Linked DNA regions of Sus scrofa: region 1 is linked to region 2. Evidence: chromatin contacts called from public Hi-C data. All regions are on one chromosome and are shown on one strand. The core of a region is the stretch at or near the end of the contact, and the rest is flanking DNA. Distances in the headings are between cores, read along the strand shown. Region 1 holds the start of ACBD7 (acyl-CoA-binding domain-containing protein 7). Region 2 holds the start of ITGA8 (integrin alpha-8).

Region 1 (5,329 bases), core at 863-3,362, 610 kb after region 2:
ACGTGTGTATGTGTGCATACCGGTTTATAATCAATATTTAATAACATAGCAAAAAAAAGAAAGAACTTGATTGTTTAATTCGACTCACTCCCTAAAGTTTCCACAAAGCCACGTTTTCCCTCTACCCAGTGTATTATTATCGTTGGCTAGAAGACATCAACGATTCCACTGTCTCTTCTTTCTTTTTGCTCTTGAGACAGGACCCCCTTGGCTCTGGCATTCAGTTGAGAGATGGCAACTCAAGAGAAGAACATGTTTTGAAAAGAGTTCTTGGGAGTTCCTGTTGTGGCTCAGTGGTAACGAACCTGACTAGGATCCATGAGGATTCAGGTTTGATCTCTGCCTCTCTCAGTGGGTTAAGGATCCCGCGTTGCCGTGAGCTGTGGTGTAGGTCACAGATGCCACTGGGATCTGGTGTTGCTGTGGCTGGGGTGTAGGCCAGCAGCTGCAGCTCTGATTCAACCCCTAGCTTGGGAACTTCCATATGCTTCGGGTATAGTCCTTAAAAAAAAGAAAGAAAGAAAAGAAAAGAAAAAGAAAGAAAAAAAAGGAAAGCGTTCTTAAAAGAACATTTTAGACTTAGAGAATAAAACAGCCCAGTGCAGCTTCTCTCTTCCCTCCGCTTGATTTCTTATAAAGACTGTCATGCCAGGATGTCTCGGCTGCAGATACTCAGGGCTTCTGGACCTCATTGCAGTATTTCCCTGCTGACACAGTGACAAAAAAGACCTTCCCTGTTAGAGCACTCACTGTTCAGAACCTACCATTTCCTTTGTGCCTTAGAGTGAGTTTCCCATCACTGGGAAATTAAAAAAAAAAAAATCCTGCCCAGTAAATTTTTCTAACATTTGCTTTTTGTTCCTTATTTTGGAAACATTCATTTAACCAGGAAAATATTTTCTAGGAGAAAAAAAAATTTTTAAGGGGGGGATTTCCAAGAAAACGTAGCATTTTTTTCCTCTTTCTTTCCTTCCTTCCTCCCTTCATTCATTCATTCATTCATTTTGCTTTTTAGGGCCACACCTGAGGCATATGGCTGTTCCCAGGCTAGGGATTCAATCACAGCTACACCTGCTGGCCTCGGCCACAGCCACAGCAATGCACTATCCCAGCTGAGACTGCGATCTACACCACAGTTCACTTCAGTGCCGGATCCTTAACCCACTGAGCGAGGCCAGGGATCGAACCTGTATCCTTAGGGGTACCAGTCAGGTTTGTTACCGCTGAGCCACAACGGGAACTCCTAGCAAATATTTTTAAAGTGTAATTTTATGCAAAAACAAGCTAAGAAGTTTCCAGGCCTTGAATTGCTGTACGGTGTTGTATGGTCAGACATTTCAAATCAGTAACTTAAAACCGAATTTGCAATTTCTTCGTCACCAGCTTCTATTAAAGAAATCTTAAAGATTTCTCCTCAGATGACCAAAAAATGCTGTTCCAGTTCTTTGAAAATTTAATCAAATGTGAATCACAACCCCATTTGCTGCATATTTGGAGGAGTGACATTGGGCTGTTCCCTTGGAGAATGGGTTCAAATTGAAGAGGCGAGTAGTCCTGTGATTTTACCCTAATTGAAAATTTCGGGTGGTTGCAGCACGTGTTCAGAATTAAGGGACCTTGTTTTATAAAGAGGAGAAAAGACGCGAACTACCATCCTTTTCATTCTTGATGCGCTGTGTCTAGAGACTGGTAGAGTGACAAGGGCGGTCTGAATAAACGCTCTCTACGGTCCAGGTTTCCAGGAATAACATGCAGAGGACAGAGGTATATATGAAAAGGAATCCCAAATGAGGTCCATGCCCTGGGGAGATCTCTCTGGATGTCCTGTGAACAACCTCTTCAGAAAAATCTCCAAGGACGGAGAGGAACTCATTTAAATTCCCAACCCCTCGCCTTGCCAGTTGCAACCTAGCTGGCTGCTGACACCACCCGCACTCCCTGCGCTGCGAGTTTCTGGAGGAAGACCTCGGGCCCGAAGGGCAGGGCGGGTGCCACTCACCGCCTAGCCCCGCCCTCCCGTACCAGAGACCAATGGAAGCTGGGGGGGCATGGGAGCGCGGCCAATGGGAGCTGGCGGGCGGAGGCGGGCTTCCCTTTAAGAAGAGGCGGGGCATCGGGTCTGGGGAATCCTGCGTCTGGAGTGCCGGGAGGGTCCGGTGCAGCCGTCATGTCCCTGCAGGTGAGCTGGGGTTGTGCAGGCTGCAGGGTGGGAGCAACTTCCCCGGAGAGAAACTCTCGAGAGGGGCGTGGGGTCAGTGTCACTCCCTCCCCGGGCAATGCGGCACGTCTCGGTCTCAGCACCCGGGCAGCCGCAGCCGGGGATCCTCGATCCCGTCGGCGGTGACTCCGAGACAAGCCCACCCCTTCGCTAGCGCACCCATTGCGGGTAGTTGGCGAGGGTACCAGCTGTTGACGACGAGCCACACTTCCCATGGCAACTCTGAACCCTGGGGAGTGGTTAGACGCACAGCAGGCACCGCCCTGGGGAGGGATTGCGCCAGGCTGCTCGGAGGGAGCACACCAGCTCTGCTCCGCCCGACCCTCCCATCCTGGAGAGGGAGGTCAGGGCTGTTTCGATCTCACCCGCTCCACTTGCTCCTTGGTTCGTCCAGTATCTCTCCCAGGCAAGGATCTGTGAAGCCACAATTTAAAAACACTGTTTTTCGGGGATTCCCGTCGTGGCTCAGAGGAAACGAATCTGACTAGCATCCATGAGGACGCAAGTTCGATCGCTGGCCTTGCTCACTGGGTTAAGGATCTGGCATTGCTATGAGCTATGGTGTAGGTCCTAGGAGATACCGCTGGGATCTCGAGTCGCTGAGGCTTATCGTGTAGGCTGGCAGCTGTAGCTCCGATTGGACCCCTAGTCTTGGAATTTCCATATGCCGCAGGTCGCGCCCTAAAAAGATAAAAATAAACTCACAAGTACTGTTCTTCTGATCTGTGAGGAAATACATGTTCAGGGTGGAAATTTGGGGAAAAGAATTCCTTCACTCAGGTGATAACCACTCTAGTAACCCTCTCTTGAATGTTCGAGAAATGTGTATGTGCGAATGTGGGTGTATATTTCGTGTTTGTATAGTTTATGTAGTTATAGTTTATATAGTTTGGCTCTTTTGATCTTGTATTATGAGTGTTTTGTCATCACTAAATACTCAAATACTTTTTGTAAATGTCTGCATTGGGTGTATGGCAGGATGCGTCCAATGTGAGTGTCCGTAGTGACACCAAGGTCACTTCTGCACCAGGCAGTGGGGTCGGGCCTTGTGGTAAAAATATAAACAGGAGAGGGTTTGAGGAGAGGCCCTAAGGCAGTGTGTTTTGAAGAACCTCATGCACACTCGCGCAGGAATCAAGTCCGCACCCGTTCAGCTGGGCTGTGTGGGACTCAGCTCCAGGAGAGTCACTCAGCAGAGTCTGAAATTTCTCACCCAAAGCAGCAAGCCCAGCTCTGCAGAGCCCAGGAACATTATCAGACTTCCCTTTGGCCCAGAATGCTTGGAGTGAAATGTAAATAATTCTACCTTTAAAACTGTTTGTCGGAGTTCCCGTTGAGGCTCGGGGTCAACGAATCCGACTAGAACCATGAGGTTGGGTTTGATCCCTGCCCTTGCTCAGTGGGTTAAGGATCTGCCATTGCCGTGAGCTGTGGTATAGGTGCAGACCGGCTCGATCCCAGTTGCTGTGGCTCTGGCCTAGGCCGGTGGCTACAGCTCTGATAGACCCCTAGCCTGGGAACCTCCATATGCTGTGGGAGCAGCCCTAGAAAAGGCAAAAACACCAAAAAAAAAAAAAAAAAAAAAAAAACTATTTCTCACCTATGATAACTTTCAGACCCTCCTGATACCCACTGACTCATTCATTCATTCATTCAACAAGGGCTTGGGTGGCCTCTACCACCTGCCAGGGCTCTGTGAGGCAAGGCTCTTGCTACCAAGATGAAAGTTGATGCCTGTCCTCTTTTATGGAATAAAGAAATATATTTCCACCAGCCTTTGTGCTGAACTCTAATAATGGTGTCAGTGCTGCCTGGAACCCCCTTTCCTGCCCCTGCCCATCTCCCATGTGCTGACCCCACCTCAGCTCAGCACCATCTCCTCTGAGAAGGCTTTTTCCACGGCTGCTGCTACTCCCTCCTCTGTGATCCCAGAGCACCCACTGCTCCTCCACAGAGCCAGTATCACATGACCATGGTGACCTGCTCATCTCTCACTAGATCCGAGCTTTGGGAGAGCCGGCCACCCTGTCTTCCCCCTGTCTGCTCAGCCAAGGCCTGGCCATCAGAGCTGTTCAAAACAGGTTGAATAGTATGATGTATGTGATGAGCTCTGAGGGGCAGATCAACAGAATGAAATCAAGTTTATTTACATTCTTGGAGTTTCTACTGTGGCTCAGCAGGTTAACGGTCTGGCAATGTCACAGCTGTGGCATAGGTCACAGCTGCAGCTCGAATTTGATCCCTGGGCTGGGAACTTCCATATGCTGTGGGCGTGCCCCCAATTTTTTTTACATGCTTTTTTCATAAAGTTTTATTGAAGTATATTTGATTTACAATGTTGTGATAATTTCTGCGGTACAACAAAGTGATTCAGTCATACATGGACACACATCCATTCTCTTTCAGATTCTTTTCCCGCATAGATGATCACAGAATATGGGTAGAGTTCTCTGTGCTCTAGAGCAGGTCCCCATTGGCCACTCATTCCATATACCTCAGTTCTCATATGCCAGTCCCAAACCCCCAGTCCATCCCCCCACCCCCCAACCTGTCCCCTTTGGTAACCATAAGTTTGTTTTCAAAGTCTGTGAGTCTGCCTCTTTTATGCAAATAAGTTCCTTTGCATCTTTTTTAGATACACATAGAAGTGAAATCATACTTTTTTTTTGCTTTTTAGGGCCATACCCAAGGCATATGGAGGTTCCCAGGCCAGGGGTCGAATCAGAGCGACAGTTGCTGGCCTACATCACAGCCACATCCATACTAGGTCCAAGACATGTCTGCAAAGTACACCACAACTCACAGCAATGCTGGATCCTTAACCCACTGAGCAAGGCCAGGGATCGAATCTGCATCCTCATGGGTGCTAGTAAGATTTGTTTCCACTGAGCCACCCACAATGGGAACTCCAATTTTTAATTCTAAAGTTTTATCGATGTATGGTTGATTTACAATGTTTGAAGAATATTTGCACTCAATTTTATTTAATCTCACACTTCCCCGCTGAGGCCGATGTTATCTTTATTGGCCAAAGCTGAATCTCAGAGGAGCTTTGTTGCTTGGGCAGAGCCCCACAGCAGTGTATCTCAAAGCTGGAGTTCTAATCTGGGA
Region 2 (5,211 bases), core at 2,491-4,990:
AGTAAAATACTGGGTCACGCAACAACAAAATATATAAGCCCTGGACAAGCTGCAGCATCAAAACCACCTGGGAACTATTTAGAAATTCTCATTCTTGGGCCTCACTCCAGATTTACTAATAATAAGTTCTACAGATAAGGACTAACAATCTATGTTTCAATAAGCTCTCCAGATGATTCTGCCACAGTGTGATGTTTCAAAGTCATCCTCTAGAAAAACACTCATTGGGGTTCCTGCTGTGGCTCCGTGGGTTAAGGACCCAACCTTGTCTCTGTGAGGATGTGGGTTTAATCCCTGGCCTCGCTCAGTTGTTTAAGGATCTAGTGTTGCCACAAGCTGTGGGACAGGTCACAGATGCAGCTCAGATTCAGTGTTGCCTTGGCTGTGGCAGAGGTTGCAGCTGTAGTTCTAATCCAACCCTGGCCAAGAACTTGTATATGCTGTGGGTGCATCTGTAAAAAGGAGAAAAGAAAAGAAAAGAAAAGAAAAAAAAAGAAAACTCATTCCCATTGTGAACCAAAGTGAATATCTGACTCTTTCCCTCAGCTTATTTCTCTCTCTATCCTCTGCCTCTTGTTCCTCCACCCACTTCATCAGCCAAAAAAGTTTTTATTAAGCACTGATTAGCTCCCACGTTGTGGCAAATGCAGAGGATGAAATAAAGAAGGCATTGCTGTATTCCTTCAGAATTATTTCATACCTTCAATTAGAAATAGAAGAACAAAATTACGTACTTTGAAAAAAAATAAGTGTGGTCTTAGAAGAAATAATATGTCTCCAATTATGTGGCAATAAGCAGAATTTTCTTTTCCACCTACCACCTACCCCATCTTGAATTAATAGATTAGGAACATGCTGGAAATATCACAAGGCAAGAGAGTAACAAAAAGGGGATACCCTGGTGATATGCTGCTTTACACAAGCCAAACATTTTATAATATCACACTACTTCTGCCCAGTAAATCAGGCCAAAGGCACATCTAGAATAATGCTATTACTTTCCACCTATTTAGGTGCTCCATTCTAACCTAAGACTTGCCTGCAATAGGATGAATTTCCAAATTTCAGTTTGCCAGTGTCAGCAAATGATGGAGTCGAGGTTATCCCTCAGCCTCAACAGTCTTCCACAGCACTCCATATTCCTATGTGTATATTGCACATCAATTACTCATTGAAATTTCTCTGGGGGGAACATCATTTTTATTAACAATAGTAACCTGATTCGGAGCAGCAGACTTCAATATCCAACATAAGTGGGCTCTTGGACTGAGAAAAAAGTTTTCTACCCTCTCCTTTTAAATCCTTGTCTGGGAAAGAACTATCCAGTTAGGAAATGATCCAGATGCGATGATTTTCTAGGTAATCTTCTGATAGCTTATGTGGTTTTACCCTTTTTATAGGGATGAGATGCGCAAAGATTAAAACATCCAATGTAAATCAGTCTCGCAAGTGGGTTCTGGTGTAAGAGAGATGAGGAAGTTGAGCTTTCCAGTGGGAGCAGAGGATTTTCTGGGGAGGAACTCCCCCATCTGCATAGAGCCTTGCTCTGAATCACAGTTATGCTTCCAGCTTCTCGGGGGATCCCACGCCTGTAACATTCTGAATAGGTCCAGCATCTAGCTCACCATCTACCTCCCATCCTGCTCTCCTTACCCCATGACTACCTTTGTGATTCTCCTTCCTAATTCCATACCTGCAGACTCACCTTGGGCTCACCGTCACTCTCATTCTGCCATCCATCTTCTGGTCCTTTCTACTGGTTAACATTGTAGCTTCCCCCACCCCACCCCACCCCCGCCGGCTTCCCTTCCTTCTGTTAATCATGCTGAGGTCCCCATCACCCAGCGCCTTTGGGCAATAGCTGCATTGCTTACTCTTTCTTCTAATGACTGACTGCCTCTCCCCAACACACACACACACACACACACACACACACACACACACACACACACACACACACACACATCCTCCACTGAACACTTAGAATCCCAGTGGGTAGTCATGCCTTTGCTGTAGAATCAGCTCCCTTTGACTCAATAAATGTTCCTGTTGGCGAAGCAGGTTAAGGAGCTGGCGTCGTCACTGCTGTGGTTTGGTTTACTGCTGTGGCTTGAGTTGAATCCCTAGCCTGGAACTTCCACATGCCGGCCTGGCCAAAAAAGAAAAAAGAAGGAAAAAAAAAAGTTCTTAGGGATTTCCTGTCATGGCACAGTGGAAATGAATCGGACTAGGAGCCATGAGGTTGCGGGTTCGATCCCTGGCCTCGCTCAGTGGGTTAATGATCTGGCATTGCTGTGGCTGTGGCATAGGTTGGCGGCAACAGCCTCGATTAAACCCCTAGCCTGGGAACCTCCATATGCTGTGGGTGTGACCCTAAAAAGACAAAAAAAAAAAAAAGTTTTTGAAATTCCATTGTGGATCAGTGGAAATGAATCCGACTGGTGTCCATGAGGATGCAGTTGGTTCAATCCCTGGCCTCGCTTAGGGGGTTAAGGATCCCATGCTGCCCTGAACTGTGATGTAGGTCACCGACACAGCTTGGATCTGGGGTGGCTGTGGCTGTGGCATTCTGAATCAACCCCTAGCCTGGGAACTTCTCTATGTCATGGGTGCAGCCCGAAAAAGAAAAAGAAAAAGAAAAAAAAGGGTCTTATCATGAAGGTCTTCTTTCTCAAGAGGTCCACCCCTAATTCTCACTGCTTCCTAACCCACAATTTTATTCTAATCTCTTGCACCAGCATTTCATCCCAGCCTTCCTGTCTTTAATACTTTCCCTCAATTACCCCACCCACAATGTCTGAAGTCAAGCTTCCTATTCAAATTTCTACTTAAATCTATCAACAAATCTCCTTAAAATACTTTGGAACCTATTCACCTCTCCTGTCTCTGCGCTTCTTTTCTATTTAACCCCAGCGCTACCCGGGTTAACACTTAATTGCTCCCTATCCCCATCAGTCCTGTTTTCTTGGAAGATCACCTGTCAAAGGGCTTTTTCACCAGGTTTCTCTTCTGTCTTCTCCTCCCACTGATCCTTTGCTCCCTCCCCCAAGCACAAGACACAGAAAGAGACCAGGAACCCCCCATGGATTGGAACTGGTTTGAACTCCTCCAGAATCCAACCCACACTTCCACCCCTGCTGATGGTTAACTGGAAATTCCAACCTTCTCAACTCTGCCAGTCTTCATCACAATGATACAGGGTCACCGGATTTAGAACTAAGTCATTTAAGAAGACCCACCTGCCTTTGAGAAAGCCCTAAATAAAATCTCCAGGATGGCTTTGTTTATTAGTTACCTCTGCTAAGAGGTAGGCAGAGGTGAGAAAGCATTGTTGGATTTAAACTTTAATTCTTAGTCACACAAGCAAAAGATGCCTTCAGGTTGGCAGACGTGATGTAAAACCGTGGGTTTTGTTTTTTGGTTTTTTGCCTCTCTCGTGGCGAGGTATGCTTTCACATTCTAACGTTTGGGAGACACTGGAGCATACCCTCACCCAGTGCGTTGGGTTGGAGGGCGGGTGGGACCTTGCTTCCTAAAGCAGTGGCTTGAGTTGTCCTGTGTGAGGCTCAGATCGTTCTTCAGATCCACTGCAGTAGAAAGATTGGTGGCTGGACTCTGGCGCCTGGGGCGGGCCACCAGCGGGGGCGAGGGCGACCCTGAGTCCCCGACTCCGGCTCGTAGTGTTCAGATCTGCCGCTAGGAGGCGCCGCGAGCGCGCTGGGCCCTCGCCCGCTGCCAAAGGAGGGATTGGATCCCCTCGGCCAGTCCCCGAGCCACGGGATCAGGCGGCAAGCAGACGGCTGGGGACGCGCGGCGCAGCGCCCAGGTCTGTCACCGCGGACACGCTGCGCGCACCGACCCGGGACGCGGGCATCTGGGCCGGCGAGCCTCCAAGCCTGCAATTTCTCGTCCGGTATCCTCGACTCACCCTGCCCATTGAGCACCGCCCGGGTGGAGGGCGATGTCTGCTCGAGCCCGCTGCAGTCTCCGGGATAGCCGGGCGCCGCTGCTCGCGCCCCTCTGCTGCTTCTCTGCCGCGCTGGGGATGCTGTGGTCCCCGGTCTCGCAGGCGTTCAACTTGGACGTGGACAAGCTCACCGTGTACAGCGGCCCCGAGGGCAGCTACTTCGGCTACGCGGTGGACTTTCACATACCTGCGGCTCGCACGTAAGTCCCCCAGGGCGTGCGTGGATGGTCCCCACCCCAGGCTGGGTATCTGACCCTCTGCCGGGGGACCCGCGCCTGTCCCCGCAGCCCAGTGAAGGCGATTTCCGAGAGTCCATCCCACTGCCCACTTGGGGTCCCTTCTGACTCCCGCCACCAGCATCTTCTCTCCCTGCTAGATGTGCCTTGTGAACTAAGAACTGGAGACACTTGCCTAGAATGCGAATGGCCCGGGGAGTTCCTGGGACAAAGACTCAAGCATCATGCAAAGGGGAAAAGGGGACCTTACAGACTCAAGCCAGTTAAAACAGCGACCACAACACGGTCTGTTTATACATAGCCTGTAACAATTAAGTGTCTGGGCGCAAGTGCTGTCTGCTGCAAGCAGCTGGGCTCTGTCCTTTGCTTCCCACCCCCCACCCCCCACCTCTTAACTCACTGTATACAGAGCTCCACCTAGAGAAGAATTGGGACCCTTTGCACCCTATTCCAAACTAGGTTTCAGCAGCCCGTAGGTTTCCAAGAGGAAATCAAGTTTGGCAGTCGGTCCCCGTCATAAATACGTTTCTGCCCGGACCCCCGACCCACGTCTCGGTGGGCCGGCTGGCAGCTCCAGACACTGCATCGCCTGGGCTCAAGTTGATGATTCTCAAGGAGTGCTTTCCTCTAACCCTTTCGCAGGGCGAGCGTCTTGGTGGGGGCGCCCAAAGCCAACACCAGCCAGCCTGACATCGTGGAAGGGGGAGCTGTCTACTACTGCCCCTGGCCAGCGGAGGGTTCCGCCCAGTGCAGGCAGATACCCTTTGACAACACCAGTAAGTGATTATTTGTCATTCTCAACTGTGGGTCTTGGTTTCAAAGAGCCAGGAACGTGCGGGAGTCCACTCGCCCACTTTCTTTGTATTCTTTTGGCTTGTCTGACGGATCTGTGTTGTGGGCAGTGAGAAATCAGAGACATTTCTGATTTCTAGAGAAATCAGCTTTTTAAAGCCTGAGTGGAGGGGAGGAAAATGTTGAGTGAACACCAAAGAGGGCGTTTTGACCTTG

Evidence for each region. A called contact is a pair of places that touch in the nucleus more often than the background predicts.
Region 1: a Hi-C map of epiblast stem cells shows a contact between it and region 2, with 2.1 times the contacts expected there. The contact joins the promoter of ACBD7 here to the promoter of ITGA8 in region 2.

Annotation. Positions count from the first base shown.
Region 1 is chr10:46,738,458-46,743,786 of Sscrofa11.1, forward strand. It overlaps ACBD7 (acyl-CoA-binding domain-containing protein 7), which reads left to right and starts at 2,113. Exons shown (of 4, transcript XM_003357745.4): 1 at 2,113-2,179. The coding sequence starts at 2,168.
Region 2 is chr10:46,129,147-46,134,357 of Sscrofa11.1, forward strand. ITGA8 (integrin alpha-8) reads left to right here and starts at 3,741. Exons shown (of 30, transcript XM_021064834.1): 1 at 3,741-4,167; 2 at 4,846-4,979. The coding sequence starts at 3,962.